Linked DNA regions of Urocitellus parryii: all the other regions are linked to region 2. Evidence: chromatin contacts called from public Hi-C data. All regions are on one chromosome and are shown on one strand. The core of a region is the stretch at or near the end of the contact, and the rest is flanking DNA. Distances in the headings are between cores, read along the strand shown.

Region 1 (4,195 bases), core at 204-2,703, 260 kb after region 2:
TGTTTCTTGCTCTAACCAGGGTTGTAAAGAAAACTAGGCATATATAAGAGAGACATGAAACCAATGTTTTTCATGAGACTTAGAATAATAATTTAATGAGAAAGTAAAAAAATAGCCCAGACTTAAGATTGTAAATATCTGCTTGTTTACTAATTGGGCTAGTATAACAAACACAAATAAAGTCAGCTGAAAGGTTAACAGGAGACAATATTTCTGCCAAGAATATGGTGAAGCTATAAAGTGTAACAATCGTCTTTGTTTATTTTCTTTATCACTGAAAAATTTGTTCTTTAAAATTGTACAATATAAGGAAACATGTTGCTTGAAATTATATCTGTAAGAATGAAACATTCTACTCTTGCTTGGAGGATCTAAGTTACTTTGACACAGAGTAGCAGTCTCAATGTCCAACTTAACTGGTAAAGGCTTGCTTCATGGAAGGGGCACCTGATTACAACATTCTACATATATAGTAACTTTGTAATTTCCAAGAAACAGGACCCTGACATTATAGTCCAGGTATGATGTTGACCTCTTTACACACAGCCTAGCTTTGATTGTCATATACTCTTAAATTTCACTTAAGTCCATCCTTCCCCCCAATTCTATAAATCTTATTTCCTTCATTTCCTGAGATATCTTATGGTTCCTCTGGTGTTCTATTTTCCTCATCAGAATGGGTCAATGAACTTGACCTTGTCTGAAGTTTGACAAGTTTGGGATGATTTTGTTAGGATAGGAGTTTAACAAAACCTAGTCAAGTTTCATATCCATGAAGTAGAATGTCTTTTGTAGCAATAAAAATATGTAAGAATTAGCTCACACTAATTAACACCCTCTAGTGAAAGCAGAGATTATAGTGGTTGAAATGCCTGCTTAATGTTTTTGAGGTCTGTTTTCCCAGGATCAGAGAGAATGTCTGGTTAGATACAATCAGTGGCAAATGTTGACGATAAGGACTCAAACTCAGGACTTTTGAGGTATATGTAATACCAATTGTACTAGATTTACGCAGGAGGTAACAATGGAAAGCAACGAGAGAAGTCGAATTTATAAAAGTTGTTGAAAGTAGCTTCTGTGCTTTAGGAAGTCTGCTAGCTTCTCTAATAGCTCTGACAGAAAAGAATCACCAAGGCAACTCCAAATTTTTATTTGCCATCTATGTGAGGACTCCAATTCCCAGAAGGCAATGCTCAGTTCCCTTGACTTCGCTTCCTTAGCCCACTGGGAGTTGAGGTTTAGAGAACTGCGTGTTGGACAGAGTTTCAACACTTGTCACGAAGTACTCAACCGTAGAAGCCTCCATCCTTTTCAGGAGCAGCGCGGATCCTTGAGCCTGATCTCGGTGCTCTGCAGGGAGGGAAGCCGGCTGGCTGGCGGCGGCGGGGCGCTCTAGGCCGAGCGGTGCCGTCTCTATGGTCGTGGGGGCGGTCCCTCGCGTCTTGCGCTGAGTGCGCGGAGGGGGTGCGCGTCAGTTCCGCGCCGGGCTGTCGGAGCGCCATGGCTGCTCCCAGAGGTGAGGCCGGGCTGCAGGGAGTGGTGGTGGTGTGGTAGTGCGGGCAACATTGGGCGGCAGGATACTGCCAGTGCTGCTCCGCACCTGTCGGGCGGCGGTACCCTCCGCGTCGGTGGGCCCTTGCGGGGCGTAGGCGTCGGGTGTCAGGAGTTGGTGTTGACTCGCTCGCTGGCGGTCAGTACTGCCAGATTCCCGCTGCGGCTACCCTCTGTGCGATGGGCTCTGCGGGCTAGACTGCGCCAATCTCCAGGAGCTGGTAGTGGGTGGGAATAGGATTCTGTCTGGCCAGGGCTGCAGAAGACCCGGAGAAGGGCCGAGGCGACGGGCCCGGGCTGGATCTGCTTCACCCATCATGAGACTGGACAGTTCCCTGTCCTGGTCGGCGCCACCCCCTGAGGTCTCGCCTGTGCCTTCTTCCCTACGGACGGACGGACGTTCAGAGACCTAAACATTATGGAGACATTAAAACAGCACTTTATCCATATCGAAATAGAAAAAGCTGTCATTAAGAGTTCTTCCCAAGGAAAATGTTGTACTTAGTTAGAAGGAACACTGGTATTTTGGGTGAAAAATGAGGTCCACCTCCCTCCCCCAAGGGATGGCACATTAGAGCAATAATATTTGGTCACTAATTGCCATTTAAAGAAGGTGAGTCTAATTAACTCGCAGCACTTGGGTTTTGCTAGAGGTTTATATAAGTTGGGACGAGAGCTGAATTTTTGTACTATAGATTAGTAGCTAGGAGAGGCTGAATGACACCTTTGTACCTTCTCCACCCTTTCTTCATGGAGCATTGAGCTTCACCACAAAATAAACGAGCAAATATTTAAAGAATACCTTTTTGCAAGAGTGCCAAGTTATTTACCTTGTTGGGAAGTCTACATTTATCATCAGGCCCTGCCCAGGGGCGTTGTCTGTAGTTGCATATGCTTCTCTATGTATTATTCCATTTCAAATAAATCTTGAGTGTTTCCCCCCCCCTCCCCCTTGAGTCTTTTGTGTAGCAATACAGGACATAAAGGAAAAAAGAACTGTTTTGATAACAAGTATGGAATGGGGATAGCAAGATTAATGATAGATTAACACTTAAAAATTACAGAAGTCAAATCATTACCCGAAATAATAACAATTGACAGATTCAGGCTTATTGCCTGTACATGTTCCTGAGTCTGATATACCTGTGGAAATGTATAATCCTAACAAAAATTAGTTTTCATAGCTTCCTGATATTCACAAAGGATTTATCTGAGATCAGGTATTACAAATAATGTCACCCCTAAAACATGATGGGAAAAAAAACCATCTAATTCCAGAGTGTAAATTTCTTTCTGGGACATTTCTAACACAGAAAAAAATTTTGTGTAGGAGCTAATGGGAGCTTTGTGAGAAGCAGGGCACAAAGTAGGATTAAAATGTGGCTGCCAGTTGAGTTGTGAATGTGGTTTGTAGTTACTGGCCTTGGGCATGATTGAATTCATAGGAAAGTTTAAAGTGAATCCCAAAAAGGTTAACATTCCTTATAACTGAAATTTCATTCCGGACAATTTGTGAATGGAATGTCAGAGGCAATCATACTTAAAATCTTAGTTTTAAAAAGTTGAAATGTTTCTAAAATGGCACTATATACCCAAATTCTACATGTTTTACAAGTATCTAAACTTACGATTACTTTCCTACTTATATAACCACTATGCAAATAGTTATTTTTTTTGAAGTTGATGACAAAATAATGTTCTAGGTCAGAATATGTTTCTAGGCTACAGATATTAGGTTTAGTGTTTAAACATTCACTCTTATTATTTTCAGAATCAGGACACTATATAAAAGCTAAAATAAAGTAGATTTGAATTTGGCAGTTCTAACCTCTCTTTGTGAAAGTATTGATAATCTAGGACACAGGTGGGCAAACTTTCTGTTAAGGGCTGATGATCTTTGTGTAACTACTCAACCCTGAAATTGTAGGACAAAATGTAGCCAAAACTAATTGTAAGGAGTAAGTGTGGCTGTGTTCCAATAAAACTTCATGAATGGATGCTGAAATTTGAGTCATATAATTTTTATGTTATAAAGTGTTTTAAAAATTTTTTTCAACTATTTTTTAAGAATGTAAAACTATTCTGAGCTCACAGGCCAAATAAAAATGAGCAACAGTGTTGTTTGCTCTCCCCAATCTAGAGAAGTGCTTTCTCCTGTACTGATTAATTCAACGTTATTTTGTTTTTGATTAATTTTTTTTTTTAGGTCTTCGGGATTGAAACTGGCCCTCACCTATGCTAGGCAAGTGCTCGCCACTGAGCCATACCTCCAGCCCTATTGCTGTTTGTTTTTGAAGTAATACATTTTTCCCTGCTGTTGGAAAGTTTTAGAACAAAGCAAGTATTGTAGTAGTCTCCTTTACTTCCTTTTACACATTGCTTTTTGGCTTCTCAGATCTTTTGGAAAGAAAGCTTAAACTTTAAATAAACTTTAAATAAGATCCATTTCTTCTGTTCTACCATAATACTTTTCAGTTAAGACCTGTAATTTTAAAAATTTGCCTGCTACTTACAAATTTTTTACAAATTTTTTAATTTACTCTTGGGAAAATATGTAAATCAAAGAAACTGTTTCCTTGGTAGGTTATTCTATGTTAACATATTTAAAGGTAATCTCTTTGAAATACCTATTTTATTTTCCAAC
Region 2 (3,778 bases), core at 851-3,350:
TCAAGTCTCCTTAATTTTAGGGTTATCATGGGCTGGAGGAAGGAATGGTCCACTTTTTTGATTCTTATTCCCCCTCCCCCCAATGCTAGAGTTTGAGTCCAGTGCCTTGCATGTGTATTCTACCATGGAGCTACACCTGCAGCCCTAATTCTTTTAAAAATAAAAACCAGTATTTTGGTATATTTCTCTTTGGATATGTTTTTCTCTCCTACTCCCTTTTTTCTTCTTCCCACAGATTAGGTACAATTGTACATATCAAGTGTAATTAGCCACTATACTTGAAGTGCAAATGCATTTTATTAACCTTTGATACCTTAGATCTCCTTGGATTAACTGGTATGTTTGGCTAATCGCACATTTCTCATTTTTCACTGGATTTCTAAGATAACAAAAACTGATTTAGACATTCAAATGAAGTTTCAATACTTGGAAAATGAGCTGCAAATATTAAAAATCATTAGTTGCAGGCTGGGAAATGTAGCTCAGCAGTGGGGAAAAAAAAAAAGTTTACCCCACCAGCAGTGGAAAAAAAAAGTTTAGTTGCTTTTTCAGCTCTCAGTGATACTATTACATATTATACCCTTTCTCTTTTAAATGTACTTCCAGTGTCTACCACAGTAAACATTTGAAGATTCTATCTTTTTTTTAAAAAAATATATCTTTATTTTGTTTATTTATTTTTATGTGGTACTGAGGATTGAACCTGGCGGCTAGCATGTGCTAGGCAAGTGCTATATCGCTGAGCCCCAGCCCCAGCCCCTGAAGATTCTATCTTAATAAGTAATACTGATAATGTTTTTCATAAGGCTTAGTTGTGCCTGCTCTCCTTATATAATGCCACTTTTAAAACATGACCATCACAGACACATTATAAAACACTCATCCTGGACAACACACTATGTAGAATACCAAAAAAACCTCTTGAAAAGGACACTGCACTCAATAGGTATTTGTATTTCAGATGCTGGTACTAAAAAAAATCAGAACATAAGAGTGAAAAGACTAGGTACTCCATCAATATAATTTCTGAATTTCTGTATTCAGCTGTAAGAATGGCCTCTTGTTTAATGCTGATATTAACAAAACAGTAGTTTTGTTATGAACGTTAGGGTTAAACACTTGATTGATGGGGGTGCTGGGGACTGAAAACAGGAGCTCATACACACTAGGCAAGCATTACCATTGAGCTATAACTCCAGTCCATCTTCTATTCCTTTAATGTCAAGAATTTCATACCTTCAAGTTTGAATATGGTTCAGAATGCCATCACTATTTGTAGCACAAGGGAAGAAATGCTGCTATTTATAATAATTTTTGACAACCTCGTTCTTTTATTTTAGCATCAATTTTCTCTCCTCCATTATGATTTTAATGGAGTCCTTGTTGCTGCTTTTTTTTTTTTCCTTGACCTACTTTCTTTTCAAGAGCTTTCATATATAGCCTGCTTTCAGTGTTGGTGATTTTTGTAGTGAGGAGTCTTAAATCACCGAGAAAGAGATTAGTTGGTTACTTAGTTTTAAAATGTTTCTGTGGTTTAAAAATCATCTGGTTACAACGTTCATAATTTTAGTCTTGTTTGAATTCTTTCAAAACTATGCTCTTCGTGAGTTTGCTCCGTTCTCCAGTATGAGGATTAAACCTCAATCTGCTCTGATCTGTTATTTTTCTTTGTTGCCGCCACAGCCATAGAGAATATTTTTCCAGGGGAGAGGTGTTCTTGGGGATGAAGAGAGGCCAGTTGGACCAGAACTGTTACTCAGGCATTGGGTCTCTCCTCCCCTCCTCCCTCCTCCCAGCCTGTTGAGAAGTCAATTTTGACAGTTCCGAGTCCGGCTTTGACTCACGCTGGTGGTTCATGGGTGGGCTTTACGTTCTCCCGCTCCCCTTGCATCTGGCCTGCTTACAGGCCAACCGCAAATGCAGCTATCGCCCCAGGGTACCCAGAACTCTCCTCCCGCCGTCCTCTTGGAGGACTAGTAGGCCACAGCCGACTTCAGGGACTCGGAAAAGCCACGCCGGGACCCGGACACTGGAGAGGAAGCCCCTCCCCAGGCTTTTTCCCCTTCGCGGGGCCCACGTGACCAACAACAGGCCTCACCGGCCCGCCCCTTTTCGGCCGCTGCAGCCCACTTCCCGCTTGGGGTAAGTAAAACGCGGTTTTCGCACCGCCTCAACCCCGCCCTTCTCCTGTCCCCTAGCCTTCACCTCCCTCCGGCTTTCTCGCGCCACTCTCCCCGCCCCCATGCTCCCCACCGGGCCCTTTGTACGTGCTCGGCGGCGTGCGAGCGCGCCCGGCACGTGACCCCGCCGAACGTGGCATTGTGTTATCACGTGACCCAGGTGCGTACGCGACGGAGCGGGGTGTGAAGATGGCGGACGAAGAGGCCGAGCAGGAGAGGTTGAGTTGCGGTGGAGGCGGCTGCGTCGCGGAACTGCAGCGCCTGGGCGAGCGGCTCCAGGAGCTGGAGCGACAGCTGCGGGAGAGCCGGGTACCGGCCGTAGAAGCGGCCACAGAGTACTGTCAGCAGCTGTGCCAGGTGAGGACGCCCGGGGGTCCCCTCCCCCTTTACCCAGCTAGAGGGAGAAGAGGGCGAGCAAGCAGCGCCAGGCGGCCGAGTGGTGGTGGTCGCTGCCTTGGCATCGTCTGCGGCGCTGCCGCCAGGGCGAGAGCGGGGAGTACGAGGAAAGCGCCTTTGTGTGACTGCCGCTGTGGCGGTTGTTGTTGTCTGCACCTCTCGGCTGGGGGAAGGGAGTTGTGGTCTGGGCGGAAAATTCCCCCTCCTCTTCCCCTCCCCGAACTCGGGACTGCGCGGTCCCCACAGCTGAGATGTAGAGTGCGAGGCTTGGGAGAGTGTAAGAGGGGAATGGAGGCCAGCTCCTCTTCCTCTTCTCATTGTGCACTGGGGATTACGGTGCTCTGCGCCTCTGCTTCCCACTCCGACGGGCCTCCGCCCCCCCTGGTTTGAGTCCTTTGCTTTCGCCTGCTTTTATGCGTCCCGCCCCCGGCCCCGGCCCGGGCCGCGTCCTGGCTGTCGCGGGCCTTTGTTGTTCGAGTTTCGCCCAGCGACTGAAGGGGTCTTTGTTGATGTTCCGTGGGGGCAGTCCCTGCCGACCCCTTGTAGTTGCGCGAGGCGTTTGGAAAGGGGGTGGTGGCGGCAGACGTTGTCCGTTCCAGTCTGCTTGCTTGGTGCACTGCTTCCAAGATAAAGGTTGATCTCCTGGGTGGGGAAGAGTTGTCTCTGCACACCTTTCCCGGAGTCGCTAGTCCCTTTGGGGCAGCTGTTCCAGAGCCTCTCTTTTGCTTTCTCCTTTCGAGGAGTACGATACTCTCCCCTCTGCACCCCAACCCATCTCGCATTTCTTTGAATCTTTCCTATTGGCCTCTTGGTGAAGGGGCAGAAGACTGAGGTTCATGTGGATCTTTGCTTTGGTTAGTTTCAAATCTTTCCATTTTCTTGCCCAAGGACACTGCTTAACAGTGAATTCGTTCTAACCAGTATTTGGAATGTTAGCGATACTGTTTGCTCATGACAGAATATGGAGAGTTTGAGTCTACATTTGTGCTTATCACCAGCCCTCGTGTTACATTTGAAATTCCAAGGTGCTGCTTCTGACTATGGTGAAGATTTTGGTTCAGTTGTATAGTCGAGGAGGGAAAAGACAGTTTTTACAGGCTACATTTAGTTAACTTGAGAATATGTTCTTACGGAGAGTTTGTCTTGGAAATATTGAGCTTAAGTTCGAACAATGGTAGACCATTTTAGCATTTCAGAGTAGA
Region 3 (3,907 bases), core at 483-2,982, 360 kb after region 2:
GTGTTCAATTGCATAATATTATTATGTAAACTACACCAAAGGGTTACCATGGGCTTAAAAAAGTCAAAGTAGCTTAATAACTATTTGTTCCTGTTCCTCCATCTTACCTTCTTTATGAGGAAGAATACAACCTTTGCAAAACTAAAAACAATTATGTTTCTGATCATAGCACTATTTTGACCTGTGGGTTGAGAATACAAAGCATCTGCTGAATACTGAGGACCCAAACTACCTACCTCAGAGACAGTTTACTCTCTACATTAACATGACTATTTTTTTTATCTTCATCAGCATAATGTAACAGTTCTGGAGACTGCTGCCTAAATAACTTGATTTTCACAGGAGCTTTATGGAAAATCTCAGTTCTTTAATAGAAAGCATCTTTATGTTGTAAGAACCTTTGCCCTGCCCTTTCCACCAATGACAAACTGTTTTATCAAGATCAGTATCCAGTTCTAATTGAGCCTTCAGACCCAATCCCCTCCCATACTCTGCTGCTGAAAGATCAGCCTTATCCCATACATAAGATTCTCAATAAATCTGATCTTGCTTTCCCAATTTAGGCACTAGGAGAAGTCTGATGAGGTGGTGTTTTGCCTTACCCCAGCAAGCAATAAACTCAGCTTTGACTTATTAAAAGGTGGTATTAGAGGAGCTAGCTAGCAGGGGACACAGCAGTACATCTATAAGCTTGAAGACAAAGACAGAAGGATTTCCCCAAAATGCCTACAAACAGCGAAAATGAGCTAAAGTAAATTATATACCAGGCAAAATATGTCATTAATAAAAAGGAAATGAATTTGTCAAGGCCACAATGGAAACTTTCCTTGCAACAAAATTACAAAGATATTCAGTGAATTTTAAAATTTCTTTTTAATAAATTCCAGATTGATTCTGCAGTTTTTACTCATCAATGCCTCCAAATCAAAAAGGCACAGACTCATTTACTTTTGGGATTTACCAAAATATTTCTAGGGTAAATTGTCCTAAGGACTGCAAGAGAAACAACAAGCTTTTATGCTAGATCCTTTTGATAGCAATTCAGATCCATTATCAACTTCACTAAGTGTGTGGAGCATTCATTTCTTTGGAGTCTAATCATGGCCCAAAGACATTCTATCCAGGTAGTGCGTCACCCAAGTAAAACATGGAAAAAGGTGGATTGAAAAGGGGGGAGGGAGGCGGCTGGGGGTGTAGCTCAGTAGTAGAGCACTTGCCTAGCATGTGTCAGGAACTGGGTTCAATCCTCAGCACCATATAAAAATAAAATGAAGGTTCATCAACAACTAAAAAATACATTTAAAAAATAAAAAGAAAAGGAGCGAGGGAAGCAACAAGTACCTTTCAAAGTTTACTTTTCACCCTGAGAAAACGATCTCTGCCTTATTCCTGACCCTCCACATGACTCTCCTCTGCACCTCGAGAGAAAAGGGATGAAGCTGCAGAAACAAACAGAGTTTCGCGGAACCGACCCTCCCACTGAGTGACCGCCTGCAGCTGCTAATGGGCTTGGGGTCCCCCGCCTCGCGGAGTCCCTGTTCCGCCCGCTAGAGGATCCGTACCTGGCTGGCAATGGATCTGCGGAAGCCACACGCCATTTCTGGCTCTGGCCTCGCTCCTCCCTTTTCTGAACGCCCCGCCTCTGCACACCGGAAGCCAGCCCCGGACGGCCGCGCCAGCTAATCAAAGAGCCGAACGGCCCGCCTTTAACCTTTACCCTGCTGCCGCGAGGGCGCGCGGGAAATCCTGAGTGTATCCGCAACCTACCGGGCGGTAGGACCATGGCCACGTCCTCCGTGTCCAAGGTACGTCTGGGCGGGTGCTCACCCAGGCCTCACCGCCGCCTCATTCCTCTTTGGAGAAGGGATTTAGTGGAAGTTATACAGGCCTCTCTGTTCCCTGGCTCCATGGGAGGGAGAGGCAGACAGTTCAGGCGTCTTTGCCTCAGGTTTAGTTGAGGCCAACTTTGGGGAACGAGGTCGCTGATCTGCCTTGCAATGCAGCCAGGGTGGGTTTTTAAGTCCTGATTCGTGGAGGTCGGATGCCCAGAGAATGTGCCCCGTTCTCCCCTACTTTTTCCTTCATGTTTACTGTTGCGCCAAAGCACTCCGATAGGTACTAAGATACAGAGGTAAACAAATTAGACTTGTTCCTGCACTTAAGAGAGACACTAACAGGCTGATGATCACTTGTGAAAGAAAAAAGTTCTGAGATGGACGAGAGAGAAGAACCTAATATAGATTGTTAAGGGTTGGCGAAGACTTTTTGGAGAAACTGACACTTTGGCTGAGACCTACAAAAAAATGACTAGAAGTTTGTCAGGCATGGGTTTTGAGGATGGAGAACAAAGAGAACATGTTTCTTTGGCGGTGGGGGGAAGGGAGGGCAGGGACTAGACAGCAAAAAATAAAGTATTGTAAAGAAATTGCAAAGTCAGTGTCATCAAAATTGGAGAAAGTAGGAACATTAGGGAAAATAAGATTGGAAAAGTAATGTAGGTGTGAGGGCGGGATCATATAGACCTCCTTCATAAGGTAAACCTAGGTGGTAAGGGTTTGCAAGTCAAAATGTAGTGGGCAAGAAGATAAATCCTGGAGTTGTATTGTCCTATGAAGTATTCACTAGCCACGTGTGGCTAAATTTAAATTTAAAATAATATTTAATTTAAAAATTCAGTTTCTCATTTGTACTAGCCACATTTCAAGCACTTAATAACTGCATGTGACCATGGCTACCATGTCAGAACAGATATATGAAGTTTCTGTCATTTTGTTTTTTAACCTCTAAGTACTTTCACTTCTCTGTCCTTATGATGTTTTGTGGCTGTTGCCCTCCTTCTAGATTTCTTCCTTCCTATCTAACACCATCACTTTACTAGCAGTTCGAAGTGATTAACCATATTACTACCATTGCCTGATATTAGAATCCATTCTAAGTACTCTTCCTATCTTGTTTCTTTAAGAGCACCTTTCTTTTACTGCATTGTAGGTCCATATGGAAAGGATGAAATGACAAGCTTGTCATTATACCATATGATTTTTCTAAATATGTTTATTTCTCTTTTTTTTAAAGAGTTCACAATGCCATATAACAGTAGGCACTATTTTTGTTCCAAACACCAAGACATTTTTTTTCTTTTTTTAGAGAGAGAGAGAGAATTTTAATATTTATTTTTTAGTTTTCGGCAGACACAACATCTTTGTATGTGGTGCTGAGGATCGAACCCGGGCCGCACGCATGCCAGGCGAGCGTGCTACCGCTTGAGCCACATCCCCAGCCCTAAAAATGTGTATTTCACATAGCTCCACTAGTTGCAAAAATAAGAACATACGGCACAGTTTTAAATTTGAACCTGGAATCCAAATGGCCACTTTATATTTTGCACAGTTATCTCTTACACTATCCTGAGATGACTTTGTAGGTAAATTTCTTTTATTCTTTTTTAAATTTTCCATATAAATGAAATCTTTAAGAAGGTATTTATAAAGTGTGACTTTAGGATTGGTAGGATACACTAGGATCAGTATATTATTACATTAGACCAGTGGTACATAATTCCAATGAATATAGTTATGAAATTGCCAAGAACATTAATTTGCAAACATTCATTCCTTCTAAATACTGACTGCCTAATGTACATGTTAGCACTATTCTAAATATTGAGGAAATAATTATAAATAAAATACAGTCTTTATTCTGAAGATGTTCACTGTTTACTTGGAGAGACACACCCCAAAATAATTGATTTACACCCAAAATAATTGATTTACAGTGAAAGTAATTCAAAACAAAGCCAAATGAAGATGTTAAAGTACTGTGAGATCTAAGGAAAGGAACATTTCTCACTAGGGACTTGGGAAAGGTTTCACAGACAAGGTTAGTTTTGAGTCAAACTTTAGTGGATAAA

What was found. A called contact is a pair of places that touch in the nucleus more often than the background predicts.
Region 1: a contact with region 2 is called in a Hi-C map of muscle, with 2.4 times the contacts expected there. The contact joins the promoter of Slc35a1 here to the promoter of Znf292 in region 2. A contact is called at or near these places in 2 of 2 Hi-C or Micro-C datasets (liver and muscle).
Region 3: a contact with region 2 is called in a Hi-C map of muscle, with 3 times the contacts expected there. The contact joins the promoter of Orc3 here to the promoter of Znf292 in region 2. A contact is called at or near these places in 2 of 2 Hi-C or Micro-C datasets (liver and muscle).

The regions. Positions count from the first base shown.
Region 1 is chr8:72,183,820-72,188,014 of mUroPar1.hap1, reverse strand. Slc35a1 (solute carrier family 35 member A1) reads left to right here and starts at 1,453. Exons shown (of 8, transcript XM_026411304.2): 1 at 1,453-1,516. The coding sequence starts at 1,501.
Region 2 is chr8:72,449,087-72,452,864 of mUroPar1.hap1, reverse strand. It overlaps Znf292 (zinc finger protein 292), which reads left to right and starts at 2,100. Exons shown (of 9, transcript XM_026410773.2): 1 at 2,100-2,142; 2 at 2,341-2,537. The coding sequence starts at 2,370.
Region 3 is chr8:72,090,923-72,094,829 of mUroPar1.hap1, reverse strand. It overlaps Orc3 (origin recognition complex subunit 3), which reads left to right and starts at 1,732. Exons shown (of 20, transcript XM_026411407.2): 1 at 1,732-1,805. The coding sequence starts at 1,782. Rars2 (arginyl-tRNA synthetase 2, mitochondrial) reads right to left here and starts at 1,610. Exons shown (of 19, transcript XM_026411375.1): 1 at 1,563-1,610. The coding sequence starts at 1,598.